Linked DNA regions of Mus musculus: region 1 is linked to region 2. Evidence: chromatin contacts called from public promoter capture Hi-C data. All regions are on one chromosome and are shown on one strand. The core of a region is the stretch at or near the end of the contact, and the rest is flanking DNA. Distances in the headings are between cores, read along the strand shown. Region 1 holds the start of Dhcr24 (24-dehydrocholesterol reductase). Region 2 holds the start of Cyb5rl (cytochrome b5 reductase-like).

Region 1 (7,940 bases), core at 3,735-6,234, 510 kb before region 2:
GAAGAGCCCCAAACACACTCTCAGTCAGTTGTTCATTTTAAGCCTATTTATAAAGACTTTATATGACAAGCCCCCCTGTCGCTGGTGCTAGTTCTTGCTATACAGGAAAGAAGAGTGTGCCAGCACTGCATGTGTGTACATGCATACGTGTGTGTGCGTGTGTGTGTGTGTGTATACATGCCTCTCTGTGTGTACATGCCTCTGTGTATGCATGTGTACAGGCCTGTATGTGCATTCATACATGCCTCTCACTGTGTGTTACATACATGAGTGTGTCCCCAACCATGCACTCACATGTGGAGGCCAGAGCAGAACCTTAGTGACTTGAGACAGATGCCTCACTGAACCAGACAGTCCCCACTTCTAGTTAGACTGTCTGTCTAGCAAGCTTTTGGGGTCCACCATCTCCTCCCCTGATGCTGCGGTTACAAGAACACGCAGCCATGCCCATGACTGCCAGCAGCTTCCTTAGTCCTCCTCCAGTTGTCCTGGATATACTGTGTCCTCAGCTTCCTTCCCTGTTCTCTGTCATATACAGACGGTAACAGTGGAATTCTCCATTCAGTCCCGAGACAGTTCCATGATGCCAGGACTAGTTCTGCTGGTGATGGTTTAGTAGACCAGTAACAATTTGATAATTAGAGAAAATATTAAATCCCCACCAATGGTTGATGTTACAGTTAAATGAGTACTGACATTGAATAAAGAAAAAGGAGAAGGAGGGCTGGAGAGATGGCTCAGCGGCTAAGAGCACCAACTGCTCTTCTGAAGGTCGTGAGTTCAAATCCCAGCAACCACATGATGGCTCATAACCAGCTGGAGAGTTGGCTCAGCAGATAAGAGCACTGACTGTTCTTCTAGAGGCCCTGAGTTCAAATCCCAGAAACCACATGGTGGCTCATGTAACCATCTGTAATGAGATCAGATGCCCTCTTCTGGTGTGTCTGAAAACAGCTACAGTGTACTCACATATAATAAATACATCTTTGGGGAAAAAAAGGAGGAGGAAGACAAGGGGGAGAAGGAGGGGCCAAAGGAAGAGAAATAATGTGACTGTTGTTCCTACTAAGGTGCTGGGGATGTAGCCCAATGATAGAGTACATGTCTAGCATACACAGAGTCCTATGTTTGATGTCCAGAACAAAAAGAAAAAGAAATGAAAAAAAGAAAGAGAAAAAGAAAGAATGAATGAATGAAATAAAGGGAGGAAGGAAGAAGGAAAGAAAGGTCATTGTTGGAAGTTTAGATTCAGTGAGCTGTGGCAGTCTAGAGTATAATTTAGCAAGCATTCCTGTGTAACTAGTCTTCAATCCAAACTTTAAGAATGCCTACTTTAGGGCTGATGAGATGGCTCAGTGGTCCGACTGCTCTTCTGGAGGTCATGAGTTCAAATTCCAGCAACCACCTGTAATGAGAAATAAACAACCTTTGGCCCGGAATGAGTGGGGCCGGATAAAGAGGGAGAAGGGAAGGGGGGGGGCGGGGAGAATAAAGAATGCTTACTTTAGGGTTGGAGAGATGGTTCAGTGGTTAAGAGCACTGTCTGCTCTTCCAGAAGTCCTGAGTTCAAATCCCACCAACCATATGGTGGCGCCCAACCATCTGTAATGAGATCTGACACCCTCTTCTGTTGTGTCTGAAGTCAGCTACAGTGTACTTATATATAATAAATAAATTTTTAAAAAAAGAATGCTTACTTTATATCTGTTGAGTGGAGCCACAGGAAATGATGACCCACCCAACCAAGGGAGAAGATTCAAATACTGGAAAGATCCAGATGGTGAGAGTCATACTCCAATTTCACTGTTTCTCCAAATAAGACAATAACACAATTTACTTGACCTTTGAGTTTGAACATCTCCATTTCCTTAGAATAAACCTGGCTTAAAGACCAAATGATCTGAGAAACTACTGTATATACATACTAGAAATTCCAGGACTCTGGTGTTTATTAAACTCTTTAATTGGGGGGGGGGGTGCTGTGTGGTTTAAAAAGTTTGTGTTTATCAGGAAAAGAAATGGAGAACTGCAGTTTAGGAAAAGTGTTTGTGGTTGAACCATCACAGGGATTGTCCTTAATTTCTGGTTAGCTTGCAAAATGCTGGCCAGAGCACCTCTTCCCACATTCTGAGTGACCTGTTTTCATGCTTCATCAACTCTGTAACTAATGTGTGGTTATGAGCAGGTTCCTGGTTCAAAGCAGTCATTTTGACTTTAGGACAAATTAATAAATGGCTCAAGAAGATTTCATTTCCTCTCTCTCTCTCTCTCTCTCTCTCTCTCTCTCTCTCTCTCTCTCTCTCTCGTGTGTGTGTGTGTGTGTGTGTGTGTGTGTGAGAGAGAGAGAGAGAGAGAGAGAGAGAGGAGTTTGTAACTCCAAACAGGCCCAGAAGGGAGGTTTTGAAGTGCCAGGCCATTCTGTGTCCTTGCATGACTGCGGGAAGCCCACCATTAACTAGCCCAGCTCCGGGTGACTCTCCTCCTTGTTTAGACGACAGCTACCCAGAGGACGAGAGTTTGTGAAGAGAGGAACTGCTATGACTACTTTTTCATTCCTTTTATCTGACAGTTGCTGCCTGAAAATAAATTTTTTATCTACTTTCCATGGGCTTCCTTCTTCTCAAGAATAAGACTATCCCAATTAGTAATTTCCATTGTTTCTTCTACAAAATACTCATCGCTAGTTAATTTTTAAGTTAGACGTGCTGTTCACATTACAATAGACTTGAACTTTTCTCAGAACACTTAACCTCCAAAATAAAGTGTTGGTTTGAACAGCTGCATCAAACAGGTCCAGGGCAGGACACGGTCCGAACAGGCTCTCTCTGACAGCCTCTCTGGATTGTAGCTTCTAGGTACATAGCACGACACAAACCTGTCATTTTTAAGTTTCTAGAAACTACCTTTAAAACATGAAATCAGGGCTGGGGTGATGGTTTAGACATTGAAGTGTTTGCCACGAAAAGCGCGAGGACCTGAGTTCCGGTCCCAGCATCCACCTTAAAAGCCTGAGTTCCGGTCCCAGCATCCACCTTAAAAGCCAGGTGTTGGTGGCAGGAGAGAGCCCCGCAGTCAAGAAGCCTGTGGGTCCTAGGACCGTCATGGTGGCTCTCAGTTGTCTGTAACTCCCACTCTAGGGAATCCACTGCCCTCTTCCGAGCTTCACACGCTTCTGTATTCAAATGGCACACATGAACACACATAAGCATACACATACACACAAAAACTGTGAAAAATTATTTCCAAAGTTTGGTATGTCAGTGAACACCTGCAATAGCACTGGGAAGGAAATTTTAAAAAAAACGAAACAAACAAACAAACAAAAAAAGTGGATCCCTTAGGAATTACTGGCCTGCCAGTCTAGCAAGCTCCAGGTTCTTTGAAAGTCACTGTTTCAAAAAGGAGGGTGGACATTGAACTTTTGTATACACACATAAGCACACATGTCCTCCCTTGCACAAACAGGAGTGTTCGAGGTCACAGTTATGTCTACACATACACATATACATGCACACCAAGAAATAAAAATTTTACTATTAACCCAAGATAATGTAATCATTTTGACCAAAGTCAATATGAATATTATGAACATGTGTTTTACACTTAAAGGACATTTCAATTTGTGTAAGCTACTGACAGCTCTATCAGTAGCTGTCATAGCTGGGTAGGACGGTCGGTTCCAGTCTGGACTCCTCCCTTTGGAAGCTGAGGGTAAACAACCTCTCACTTTGAACTTTGATTTCTATTGGATATTTGAACTCCCACATACATTCTTCACTTATCCTTTGGTCAACAACGGTGTGCCTTACAATGCCCTAGTCATTATGCCACAAATTGGAAATTCAAAAGTGCTGTAATAACAAGGTGTTGTTTGCCCTAAAGCTCCATCTGTAGGAGGGAGAGACACATAAAGGGACAATTATATAAAAATGGAAAGAACTGTGAGCCTCTGAAAGAAGTACATAAACTTGGCTTTAGAAGTGGCACCTCGCGAATCTCTAGGCTGTGTAGTGCTTTACCTCGGTGATACAATGGGGAAAGAGCCTTCTAGGGACAGATTCACCGAAGGTGGAAGGTGGCGCTATAAAGGATGGCAGAATGGAGTGCCCGAGTCCGTGTCCGGACAAAGGTGGAAGGGGGGGGGGGGGGGGAAGGAAAGACACGTGAAGCAGACAAGGCCCTGGGAGGTTTGAAAAATCTTCAGAGCTTCCTCCTGTTCAGGGAAAGTGCAAATACCACCGGACTCAAGCTTCTGGCGAGGTCAGAGGTTGTTCCGCAGCCTGGCCTGGTTGCTCCGCAAGGCCGGGGCCATGTGCTGGGTTCTTACTCTTAATCTAGGGCTGCCATGCCGCCTTGAAGCTCTTTCTTCCTGTCTCCAAGCCTCCATCCACTTTGGGTTCAGCATGGAAGAATGCCATCAACGCCTCTGTGCTTTTTAAAATTACTCGACAGGTGGAATTCACCATCGCGTATTTTAAAATGGGGGTCCCAGCTACCCACGGCCCAGAACTGCTAAGGGGGGTAGTTCAAATGCATTTATGGTAAACGCCCTGAAAATTGAAAGGATTCCCCCTCCTGGCCATGTGCCTACAGAGTGTCATGACCTGCCCCGGTCAAGGCCAGAGGCTCTCCTGCCAGGGTTGCAGGGTGGTTGTCTGGAGCGCCTCCCACCCTGGGGAGGTAACCCAATGCACAACTGCTTGACGTGTGTCCACGGGAGGCACCACCCAAGGAGGAGATCAAGGGTGGTCCCGCTGCCTCCAGAGCGAGAGCCCTAAACCCCGCCAAGCCCGCCGCTTGCCGACCCTACCAGCGCCCCCAGCCCAGGTCAGCCCCTCCTCGCACGCCGACTAGAAGAGGGTGGAGCATCCCGGTTCCCGCAGCCAATGAACGCAGCGGCTCCCTGGTCCGATCCCCGGCGCGGCTCACCATTGGTCGCCGCCTGGGTCTCGGCCCACCGAACCTTGGCGACCCAAGCCAATCGCGAGGCGGCGGGCCCGACTTACAGGCTCCCGGGGCGGTGGCGGCAGGCGCTGAGCCGGCGGAGCGCGGAGCGGGCGAAGGAGACGGGCGGCGCGAGCCCGCACCCTTCCGCGCGGTGCGCCGCGACACCATGGAGCCCGCCGTGTCGCTGGCCGTGTGCGCGCTGCTCTTTCTGCTCTGGGTGCGAGTGAAGGGGTTGGAGTTCGTTCTCATCCACCAGCGCTGGGTGTTCGTGTGCCTCTTCTTGCTGCCGCTCTCGCTCATCTTCGATATCTACTACTACGTGCGCGCCTGGGTGGTGTTCAAGCTGAGCAGTGCGCCGCGCCTGCACGAGCAGCGCGTGCGGGACATCCAGAAACAGGTGAGCGGCGCGGGGCGCGGCTGTGCGCCGGGGTAGCGGTTCTCTGGGCGACGGGGGCGTGTGGGGCCGGAGGAATGGGCGTGGGAGTGGGGATCGCAAAGGACCTGGCGTGTGATGGGGGAAGGGACTGTCCAAGGATGAAACGGAAGCAGCAAAAGCACCGGGGCAACAAACAGAACCCTAACCCTAGGTTTATAAAGTGTCTGCTAGGTGCAGGGCATGCGCAGTGCCTAGAAAACGAGGGACCCTAAACCCTCGGGAAGTGCGCAACAGTCAGGTAACTCAGGCCCCCCACATTCCAAAGGAGGAATGGCCTCTGGAAGGTGGTTCTGGGAAATGGGGAGGGGGGAGATCCAAGTGGAGAGATTGGCTGAGCAGAAGTAGGAAGCTGAGGAGCACAGTCATGAGAGGAAAAAGGTTAGAAAGTCAGTTTGGAGAGGAGCCTTATGCAGGAAAGAGGTGAAAGTTTGTTTTGCGGTCCGAGGTGCTTCGGATCCTTTTACAATGGAGGTTTAAAGAGAGATTAAAAGGCAGGATCAGCCCCCAATTCCGTGTAATGTGCAGCAGATTCTGCATCCAGATGTAGTCGTCCCAGTAAGTAGATGAGGAGTTCATATAGGCCAGCCGGCACCAAGGCTAAGACTTCTCTTCACAGTGAAGCGTCTTCCCCCTCATCCAGGGTTAGCATGGGCTCCCTTTGCCCTCCTTATATTCCTCTCTAACTTGCATCAGGCTTCAGAGAGCGTCTGCTTCCTGCCGCTGCCCGCATGGCAACCACCCTCTTGTTCTATTTACTTCTTGCTGTATGCTGCAGACTGAGCACCACAGGCTTAGCCTGCAGGTGCCAGGCAGAGTGACCTCCAGACCAGAAGACCTTACCCAGGGAGAGGAGATGCAGAGGGTGCATCGATCAGAATCACTTTGCACCTCCACCCCCACCTGCACCATTTTCCTTGGGTCTGTCTGCAGGTTCTATTTGCCATTTATTTACCTGCTGGATGTCCTGTGAGCACCAGAAGACAGGACTGTTACCTGACGGCTCCCCTTGGGGCAAGAGTGTATTAGTGAGAGGTTGTTAACCTAAACTAAATGGAAGGATGCGCAAGGAACAATGGGGCCCTACACGCCATACCTGTGCCACTCGTGTGTGCAGTTTACAGTCCACGGCCTCCTGGTGTCTAGTACCAGTTTTACTAAAATGAGGTTCAAAGTGTGAGTCATGTGCCCAAGACAGCACAACCGATAAATAAGGCAGGCAGTCAACATTGGCTTCGGTAAGAGCCTGAACTCTCAACCCCCTCAGCCTTGTGTCTCCATCCCATCTCTGATTTTGTTGCCTCATGCCTAGTTTCTTACCATAGCTTCCCAAATAGTTACCTACTTTCTGGACCCTTTCTGTCTCTCTTGAGGATTTGACAAAGAACTTTTTAACCCCCAAATCCCATCAATGTCCCAAGCTTGATAGTTTCTGCCTGTGTGATCCAGCAGCAACCGCTAATCCACTCCCTCACACTCTGTTTACATAAAGTCTCCCACTGCAGGGTCAGGCAGAGCTGGGTGGTCTTGGAATTCACCCTTTGTCTTCCCACCGGGGACTCATAGTCCTGCATTTCTGCCAGACTGAATCAGAGGAAAGCCCCTCCCCATCCTGAGCCCTCTGACAGACAGCTCCAGGGCAGCCCACTGACCCTTGACCAGACTCTTGCAAAACTTAGTTGAAGCTGGTTTGAGTAAAAAGGACACTAGCTTGTGTCCTGAACAGCATCTACCTGCTGGATGCCCTGTGAGTTCTAGAAGACAGTGACTGTTATCTGACAGCTGCCCTTGGGGTCAGAGTATGTTTGCGAATGCCTGTTAGATCAGTACAGCTGGCTGAGGCATAACTGAACCCAGGACCCCCTCCCCCATTTATCTTCATCCTGCCTGCCATGTCATTCTTGGCTCTTCCTTCCCTTGAGTTGGCTCCGTTCTAGTGGGGTGCTGTTTTCCTGTGGAATCCCCAACACTTTCCGGCTTAGATCCAGCCAGTGTTGCCACCACCTCAGTAAAGAGAGAGTGCCCTCCTGGAACCAGACCCAGAAGGGGTTTGCCTACTGGGCTCACAGTCCTGTTCCTAAAACTGTCACTGTGGCCAGCAGGGCACAGTCAGCCTGGGTGGGGGGAGAGGAATCACTAGAAGCAGAGGAAGAGGAACCGGTTGGTGCTTGGGTGCCCTGACCACAGCAATGCATCACGCCTGCCTTGTCCGTCCGCAGGGACAGGACAGCTTCCTCTATTCCTCATTAGTGCATCACCCTCTGCACCTTCTTGCTCCAGTGTGGAAGTTTTGCCAAAGTCTTTCCTCCCACTGACTGGCTGCTCCTTCCCTGTCCCCTCTGTCAAATTGGTACATGAGTTAGCGTATGTGGATGCTGACAGCAGGCATCTACTTGGCACTGGATACGCTCTTCTTCCATGGACTAAGCCCCTCTGTCTCCCTCCCAGCTCTCTGTCTTTCGGGCTCGGCTTGTTCAGTCCTGGTTATGAATTCGGGTCTTTCCAGTCATGGGGTGTACAACCTCATACAAACTATCTTGCCTGGGTTTCCTCATCTGCA
Region 2 (7,738 bases), core at 5,040-7,539:
TGGCTACTGAGGAGCTCAGGCAGAAGCCAGAGGTGGCTGGAAAACCCAGAATGCTTTCAATGTTACTATCTGGCTAATCCCAGACGATGCTTGCCAACCTGCAGCAGGTACTTCCTACACACATCCTAACTCCATCCATTTGTGATTATCTAAGCGCACATGACAGTGATACTAAAACATGGAGAGCCATGGCTGCTACGAAGGCAGAAGGCAGTACTCTATCAGGAACAAAGGACTTGGCAACTTCAGACAAGACTGAGTGTTCACTGTCATGTCATGATCCTATTCTGAGTGGCTATGAATAAATCTCTGGTGAGCTGGGAGCTTCTAGAGTAGGTGCCTGGAATGGGTGAGTGTGGTGAGGAAGGAGAAGCCGCTGGGGACATGGGCTCTGAAAATCACAGAAAGGAGAGCCCAGGCTTCCCTGCACACCATGATCCTTGAGGCTGCTCCACTCAGAAGCCTGTGTGCACTGAGCTCTAGACAGGAAGTGAGGGGAGCGCAAGTGGAGGCCATAGCTGCCTGTGAGGTGCTCACAATGTAGAGGGGAAGATCAATCACATCCAAGCAGAGATGCGGCAAGGCAGTGTGACTCAGGGACCGACCGTGAGAAGATAAAGGAAAAGGCCCTGATTGATACTGAAGTCTGTCATTTCTGGGAGGAAGCAATTCCTAACGTGAAGTGCAAATGATTAAGAGTTAGGAAGCAGGCTAGAGAGATGGCTGAGCGGTTAAGAGCACTGGCTGTTCTTCCCGAGGTCCTGAGTTCAAATCCCAGCAACCACATGGTGGCTCACAACCATCTGTAATGGGATCTGATGCCCTCTTCTGGTGTGTCTGAAGACAGCTACAGTGTACTCATATAAATAAAATAAATAAATCTTAAAAAAAAAGAAAGAAAAGAGAGAAAGAAAGGAAGGGAGAGAGAGTGAGACAGAGAGACAGAGAGAGAAAGAAGCTCACCAAGATGCCAAGCCTTCTTTTAAAAAAAAAATTAAAAAAAAAAAAAAGAGGAAGCACAGGCTGCCACACAGATTCTAGAAGGTAATGCATTTGTATTATCAACCCCCAGGGCTGTTAAGTTTATCTTTCTCTAAAAAAAAAAAAAAAAAAAACGGAAGGAATAAAAACATATCCCTTTCTCCACACTGCTTAAAATCCAAAGCTTTGCTCCGTACCTGTGTCATCTTTCACTTCATAAACGTGGCATTCTTGAAGATCGATGGTAGGAGATATGGGATAGAAGGTTTCAAGAACATGACTTCTGGTAGCTTCAACCTCCTCCCTGGAGGCAATGACGGGCAGGGGATCCTTGGCACTCAGTATGGTACTACTAGTACCTCGGACCTGAAGGAGAAGAGACTCTAAAATAGGGAAAAAGAGATTAGTCTAACTGGGTCTTTGTACAGCTCTCAGAGTAAGAAGCCTTCACTACACACAAACCTTGAGTCCAGTCTGTTATAGGTTCTCTGGGTGACCAACCTGGTCACAGAGCACACACATGGCATTGGGACAATAATTCTGAGCCCCCAAGAGATGAGGAACTATCATATTCTTTTCTTGGGGTGCTCTTCTGATAAATCTCAAGGCTCCTGACTCCTGGGCATCTTTCATCTTCCATCAACTCCAAGCCAGGGATCCAAAAATAAGCCAGAATTAACCTTTCCTCTCGAGGAGCCCTTTAGGCAGCAAGTGTTGCTATGGGAAGCACAAGCCATATTCAGACACAGCCCTCTGCGAAGCCCGGAGCGCCTCCTGAAGGAAGCAACTCCTTAAGCCTGGGCAGTTGAAGCACCTAGGAGGCAGAGGCAAGCAGATCTCAGCGAGTTCAAGGCCCGTCAGGCTGCACAGTGAGAGTGCTACAAAACAACCGCCAAGGGTATCTGAAGTAGGAGCAGGTGGACCAGCTCACTCTCCATCACCGGGCTGGACTGTACATGTACGTGTTCAGCAGCAGCCTGGCCTCTGGCCACTAGAAAGTCCACCTCCATCCTCACTCGTGCCATCTGGGTCCATGATCAAAGCTGGCTTCAGACACTGCCAAACGCCTCACTGTTTCTGGTGAGGGCAGGAGCCTGCCAGGCACTGAAAATGAAGACTAGCACGCAAGAGCATGGAGGCACAAACCAGGGTGAGCTGAACATGCCACAGAGAGCAAGAGGCAGAGAAGGAGACGTGCCGTGAGCAGGGGCAGAGGAGATTCTTCAAACCCAGGCAAAGACCCAAACTCTTCTTAACAACGGAGCGAGAAAAGCCAGGCGGATCACAGAGCCTGGGGGAAGTTGGATTAACATGTATTCTACAGGTGGTCAGAGGAACACACACAGCTAACTAATCACTGAATTGTGGATATGTGAGTATGTGGAAATGTCACCTGTACTGTTCCCATGGGGAAGCCACATGCCACTACCAGACGAAATGTGTTTGGAGAGACTGTTGTCAGCACCCTGAGTGGCTCTGAGTGGCAACTGCCCTCTGCAGGTGCCTGGGTTTCAGAAAGAGTCAAAGCTCGGTGTAAAGGTGATAGATTAGGGCTGTTGTAAGATTAGAAAATGGTTTGGTCGATGGCATGTCATTTAATTAGCATGCAGTCTCCCAAGATATGTAAAAAAAATGAATGTTACATCTGCAGACAGATAAATTCTGCAGTAATTGCACCTCAAGATTAGTTTCCTAAGGCACTTCCTGTTTCCTTACACAAATGCCTGGACCTCTCCTAACCTTGGGTTTTAGATTCTCCCCACAGATCACTGTAGTGTGGTTTCTAATTCAATTCCCTCCACATCTCTCCTCCAGTGACAGTGCAAAATGGGGCAGTTTAATTAGAGGTAATACTTGACAATGGGCCAACAAGTACTCTCCATTAATGAGGTGCACTAATTTCCTTAGCGGTGCCATTACCTCTGCCAGGCTGACTGCTTGCCAGAAGTCCATATGCAGAGGGGGAGATGAGAAAACCGACTAAACTGATATCCCAAGTCCCACATATTCCACCGCGGGGTTCCCTGCTCCCTAATTCTATCAGTTAGACTCCTGGACTGACACTGCTGTCTGAAACGCCAGCAGGCACTGCCAAGCACACAGCATGTGCAGATAGGAAAGCTAGATACCAAAAAGCTCTACGGGACAAACTTAGTGATCTGGGGAGGGGGTTGGCAGAACAGGTGACACAGCTAGGGCTAGGTGGAGGCCACAGCACAGAGGGCCTGTTGTCCCATGACAAGTGACAGTGCTGGGTGATTTGCTCTGTGCATACGTGGCCCTGGAGGGTGCAGGAGTAGGAAAGGGAAGCAAAGCTACAGATTTGGTGAGGGAGAGACCAGTGTGCCCCACCATGTCCCCGGCTGTGGCATTTACACACTCCCGCATGCTCTGGGGACTCAACAGACACAGTCAGCCATCACTGGTGGAATAAAGTCTTAGAAGCAGGTAAAAACAGAAACGAGAAAGTTGGGCCTGGTGGTGCAGACTGGAGGATCACAAGTCTGAGGCCAGCCTGTGCTATGCAGTGAAGGGTATTTCTGAAGGAAGGGTGCTTCTGAACCCAAAGAGCATGTAGCAGGATGAGAGGGATGGGACCTGGTGGTGGGGCTGACAGTAAGAGAGATTAAGACACACAAATAAAAAAGCAACAACAACAAAAAGCCCAGCAAGGCCTTCTGGTATATAGGGTGACCTACCGCGGTTCCAGGTGGTGGCTAAGGTGCAGTTTTGGGCAGAGGTCCGCCTGGCTAGAGAAGGGTGCTTGAGAATCTGGGATTTACACAGCTGTATGAGGCTGTCCACAATGAGTGGGCTTGGAGGAAAGAAGAGATATTTGGAGACTTAAAGCAACATATAACTCCCAACACTCCTCAGTTATCTTATCTGGAGGAAACTTACCAGTAAGTCTCTCTCTTGGGGATGTCCTCAGTGGAGTGCCAAAGCCGGGCATGGGAGATGATATCCAAAACACGCTGTTCTTGGTTCTCTATGTGATTAGCTGGATCATCAACAAGACTAAGCACTTTCTTGGGGAGGCCTTCTATTAACTTGGTCTTAGTAAGCCAGAGAGCCTGCTTCATCCCTGTGGGACAACCAAAAGAAGAGAGAGAGAGAGAGAGGAGAGGGGAGGGGAGGGCTCAGGAAGAGATGTTTATGCCTGTCAGGGAGCACCAGAGAAAAGGCTGCCTCAAGGGACTCTGGTTTTGTTTTTGAGATATCTGAAAACCGAAACTTCCAGGTGGTAAGAGCAGAATACGGGGAATGAGTGCTTAAAAACAGGAGGAGTTCAAACCATGCTCAAGACAGCTGAGTTCCCTGCTGACTCCCCACAGAGAAATCAAAGCTGTGAGACTAGTTCAGTGGATACCAGCCCTTCAAATAAAATCCCAGCTCTGTGATGTTTTTCTGCTAGCAATCTCAAGCCATGTTTTATGGCTCTCTAGCACCTAACAAAATATAAAGTATTTAGAGCTGCCATTTACTGAATGTCACCTCCTGTGCCATGAACTTACCTACAAGTTAGATGGGATTCTGACATGAAGGGGGAAACTTGGACAGACTGAGTTTGCTTCAAGTTGCCTATCTTTAAGGTAATACAGGTAAGAGGAGAACCTGAGACTGTCTACCATAAAGTCCACAGTCTCTCTATAACCCCAGTCTGCTTCTCAGGGCCATATCTCACAAGGGTTTATTGGGATTTTATAAGACCTCTCTGTACATTGAGAAAGTGTAGGATAGAAAATACATTTTCAGACTGGTTCAATGAATGCAATCTTAACTTCTGATCTTTTTTCCTAAAGCACGGTTTCTCTGTGTAGCCCTGGCTATCCTGGAACTCACTCAGTAGACCAGGCTGACTTGAACTCACAGAGATCTTCCTGCTTCTGCCTCCTGAGGGCTGGGATTAAAGGCATGCACCACCATCTCCAGGTGCAATCCTAACTTCTGAAACACATCCATCCACTAGGCATTCGTTGTCAGGGTAATGCAAAGGGGTCGTGTCTGTGAGATCCTTCACAGCACCTCCTGAGTTCACAGAAAATGGTTAATGGCCAAAAATATCAGCTTGCAGGCATAGAAGTGGGCCTTTTAGGAGGCTGGCCTATGGCTATCGATTTTTCCAAACTTATGACTGATTCTCTTAATTTGGCTCCAAACCTTGTTGGGTCTCTGTATTTCCTAGTTATCCTTTGGAATCTCTGCTCCCACAGACTTCAGTTGTTTTTGGTTTTAGGATCTTCCCTATCCTCATCCTGATCCTGAGAGGGTTCAACTCTGGAAAACAGTTCCTGACACTCCTCTTAAGAAACAGAATGACTTTGAGACATTGATGTATCTCCCCCGCCTCCCCACAGGGTTTCTCTGTGTAGCCCTGACTGTCTTCGAACTCATTCACTCTGTAGATTAGGCTGGCCTCCAACTCAGGAAAAGGCTCAAGACATTCTGACCTGTTATTAAGTGGGTAGACTTTTGGGTGCAAATCCTTTCTTTGAAAACATATCCCAGGCCTATTTTAACAAAAGACACCCCCAGAAAAGGAGCGTTGTAGACCTGCTTTATTATCACCTCTCCACGCATGGAGACAAATCCCCTCCTCTCTGCACACATTCTCCATTGCTCCCTTTCACAAACACCTTGATCTGACAACTCTTGGAAGCCGGGTGTTACTCTATTCTACTTCCAGAGGAAGAAACTTCCCCAGGCTCGGGGTCACTGCTGAGCCTGGGACAGCGTCTCCTCCCGTTTGTCCTGAGACCTCACCCTCCAGGAGTCGGCAACGCTGGTGGAAGATGTAGCAGGGTTCTTCCTTGTACAGAGTCTGTTCGTGGATCGGGGCGGCACGGTGGAAGCGTGGGTCATTCCAGCCGCGCTCCCACGGCGGGAAGATCGGCCTCGCCAGCCACGGGACGAAGTGCTTCTTGCCCTCGTAGGTAATGGGCTCCAGACCGGGGATCTCGTACACCCTGTCCAGGGGGCGAGGCTCGGGCTTCCGCGTGGAGCGCACGCCCCACTCATACGCCCCACGTTTCGGAGTCCCGTAACCTCCGAGGCCGAGCCTTCCAGAGCCAGCGAGTGCCCGCAGAGCGGGCCCGGACGCCAAGGCCATACCGACTCCGTTTCTACAAAACCTCTACCTGGACGCCGCCATCTTTGCCCGTGCAGGGACTGCTGGGAGCCAAAGGGGCGGAGCGCAATGACGGGTTTTTGCGAATGACAGACACTTCACCCAATCACAATTAGAATATGCTTGCTTTGTCCCCGCCCCTCAGGCAGTTCCCATCCTTATTGGTGGAACCTGGAAGGTGCTCTTTGCTTGGGGTTTCTGAAGTGCCACACGTGAAGAAACTTGCTGGTAGGTAGGTGAGCGCGGTGGTGGAGCTCGCGGCCGGCGCGGAGGAGCGTAGGGACCTCAGATCTGTACTTTGCACGCCTTTGACCCTTAGGCATTTAGAACGTGAGAGGGCCCGGTCTCCTCGCTGTAAAATTAGGAGTTAAAATGCCTTAGCGGGTCCGACGCCTCATGAGTTCTGGAACTGCCATCCTTTCCGCCCTTCTCAGCGTTGCCCACACTTTCCTGGCTGCGGCTTCCCAGAGCCTGCGAGTGGCCCGGGTACCTCTTTCTATGCCAGCTTGGCGGCCGACTGCTGGCACTGCGGCTCGCCCGGCGCCGAACGCGAGTTACTTTTGCTCTGCTGCTGCTAAGTTTTCCGATTCCCGGAGGCGGGTCCAGTGCACTGGCTTCTGGCAGGCTCGCTGCGGGGGTCAGAGTGAGGACTGTGCTAAGTAAGCATCGGGTGGGCATAGGTTGAGGGACCACCGAGTGAGTACATGAGTGCACGACGTGAACGGTGGCAACACACACATGCTTCCTGTCCCTTAGGTCTTTTCTCTTGTTTGACCACTGTCAGAGTTGCATTGTTTAGTGACCGGCCCGTGAACTCTCCCTGGCTTCTAGAGCAGTTGCGTGACACACACTTTAGGTTAACAAATGAATACATAGTAGAACAAATAAGGTGCTTGGTAATGACAAGGGGAACACTTGAGAAGGTCTCTGAGAGGAGATGACCTTTCAGCCAAGGCCTGAAGAGTAGGGATAAGCATCCAGGGCGAGGCTGCAACAGGGATTGTGCCTCCCAGATGGGAAGGAACTTCATCTTTAAAATTGTGCATGAAGTGGCCACCTTGTCTACCAGTTTCCAAAACGACTGAGACAATAGGACTATTTAACCCCCATGAATGCAAAAGAGGCAGAGGACAATATGACTAACACTCAGACTACCCAGCAGTTTACAGTTAAAGCATTTTCATTTGTCTTAGTACATCTCCTTCCCAAATGCTAAGAGTAATTGCCATAAAGAGAGGCACCATTCACTCAGTTATCTGATGCACAGTACAGATGGAGTGACTGGATGAGTATAACACCGTGCTAGGTCTTAACAAGGACAGGGACCGTGTCCTGTGCCTTCTGCCTTACAACACCAAATCCTGTACCCAGCTCCCGGACTATAGAGGGAACGAACACTCACCAGGCCATGGGAGCTTCCTGTATGCCAGGTGTTTGGCAGAATACAGAAAGAGTGAGACACCAACTTCATTCTCACTGGTGGCCCAGCCTCAGAAACACACCAAAGTCAAAGAGCTCCTGCACAGTAGGAGAGGCCTTCTGAATCCAAATTCCCCGCCTCTGCTTAGATTTACACACACACAAAACCCCAATAGTTATAAGCAGTAAGCATGCCCCCAAATGACAGCA

What was found. Capture Hi-C pulls out chosen DNA fragments and counts their contacts.
Region 1: a contact with region 2 is called in a promoter capture Hi-C map of adipose tissue. The contact joins the promoter of Dhcr24 here to the promoter of Cyb5rl in region 2. A contact is called at or near these places in 3 of 39 promoter capture datasets (the 3T3-L1 cell line, cranial neural crest and hippocampal neurons), 5 of 115 datasets of contacts at active chromatin or transcription factors (astrocytes, bone marrow-derived macrophages, embryonic limb bud and 2 more) and 1 of 9 other capture datasets (adipose tissue).

Annotation. Positions count from the first base shown.
Region 1 is chr4:106,556,054-106,563,993 of GRCm38.p6, forward strand. Dhcr24 (24-dehydrocholesterol reductase) reads left to right here and starts at 4,985. Exons shown (of 9, transcript NM_053272.2): 1 at 4,985-5,344. The coding sequence starts at 5,114.
Region 2 is chr4:107,060,705-107,068,442 of GRCm38.p6, forward strand. Cyb5rl (cytochrome b5 reductase-like) reads left to right here and starts at 6,290. Exons shown (of 7, transcript NM_001346552.2): 1 at 6,290-6,341. Mrpl37 (mitochondrial ribosomal protein L37) reads right to left here and starts at 6,162. Exons shown (of 7, transcript NM_025500.2): 1 at 5,746-6,162; 2 at 3,883-4,066; 3 at 3,681-3,796; 4 at 1,179-1,364. The coding sequence starts at 6,091.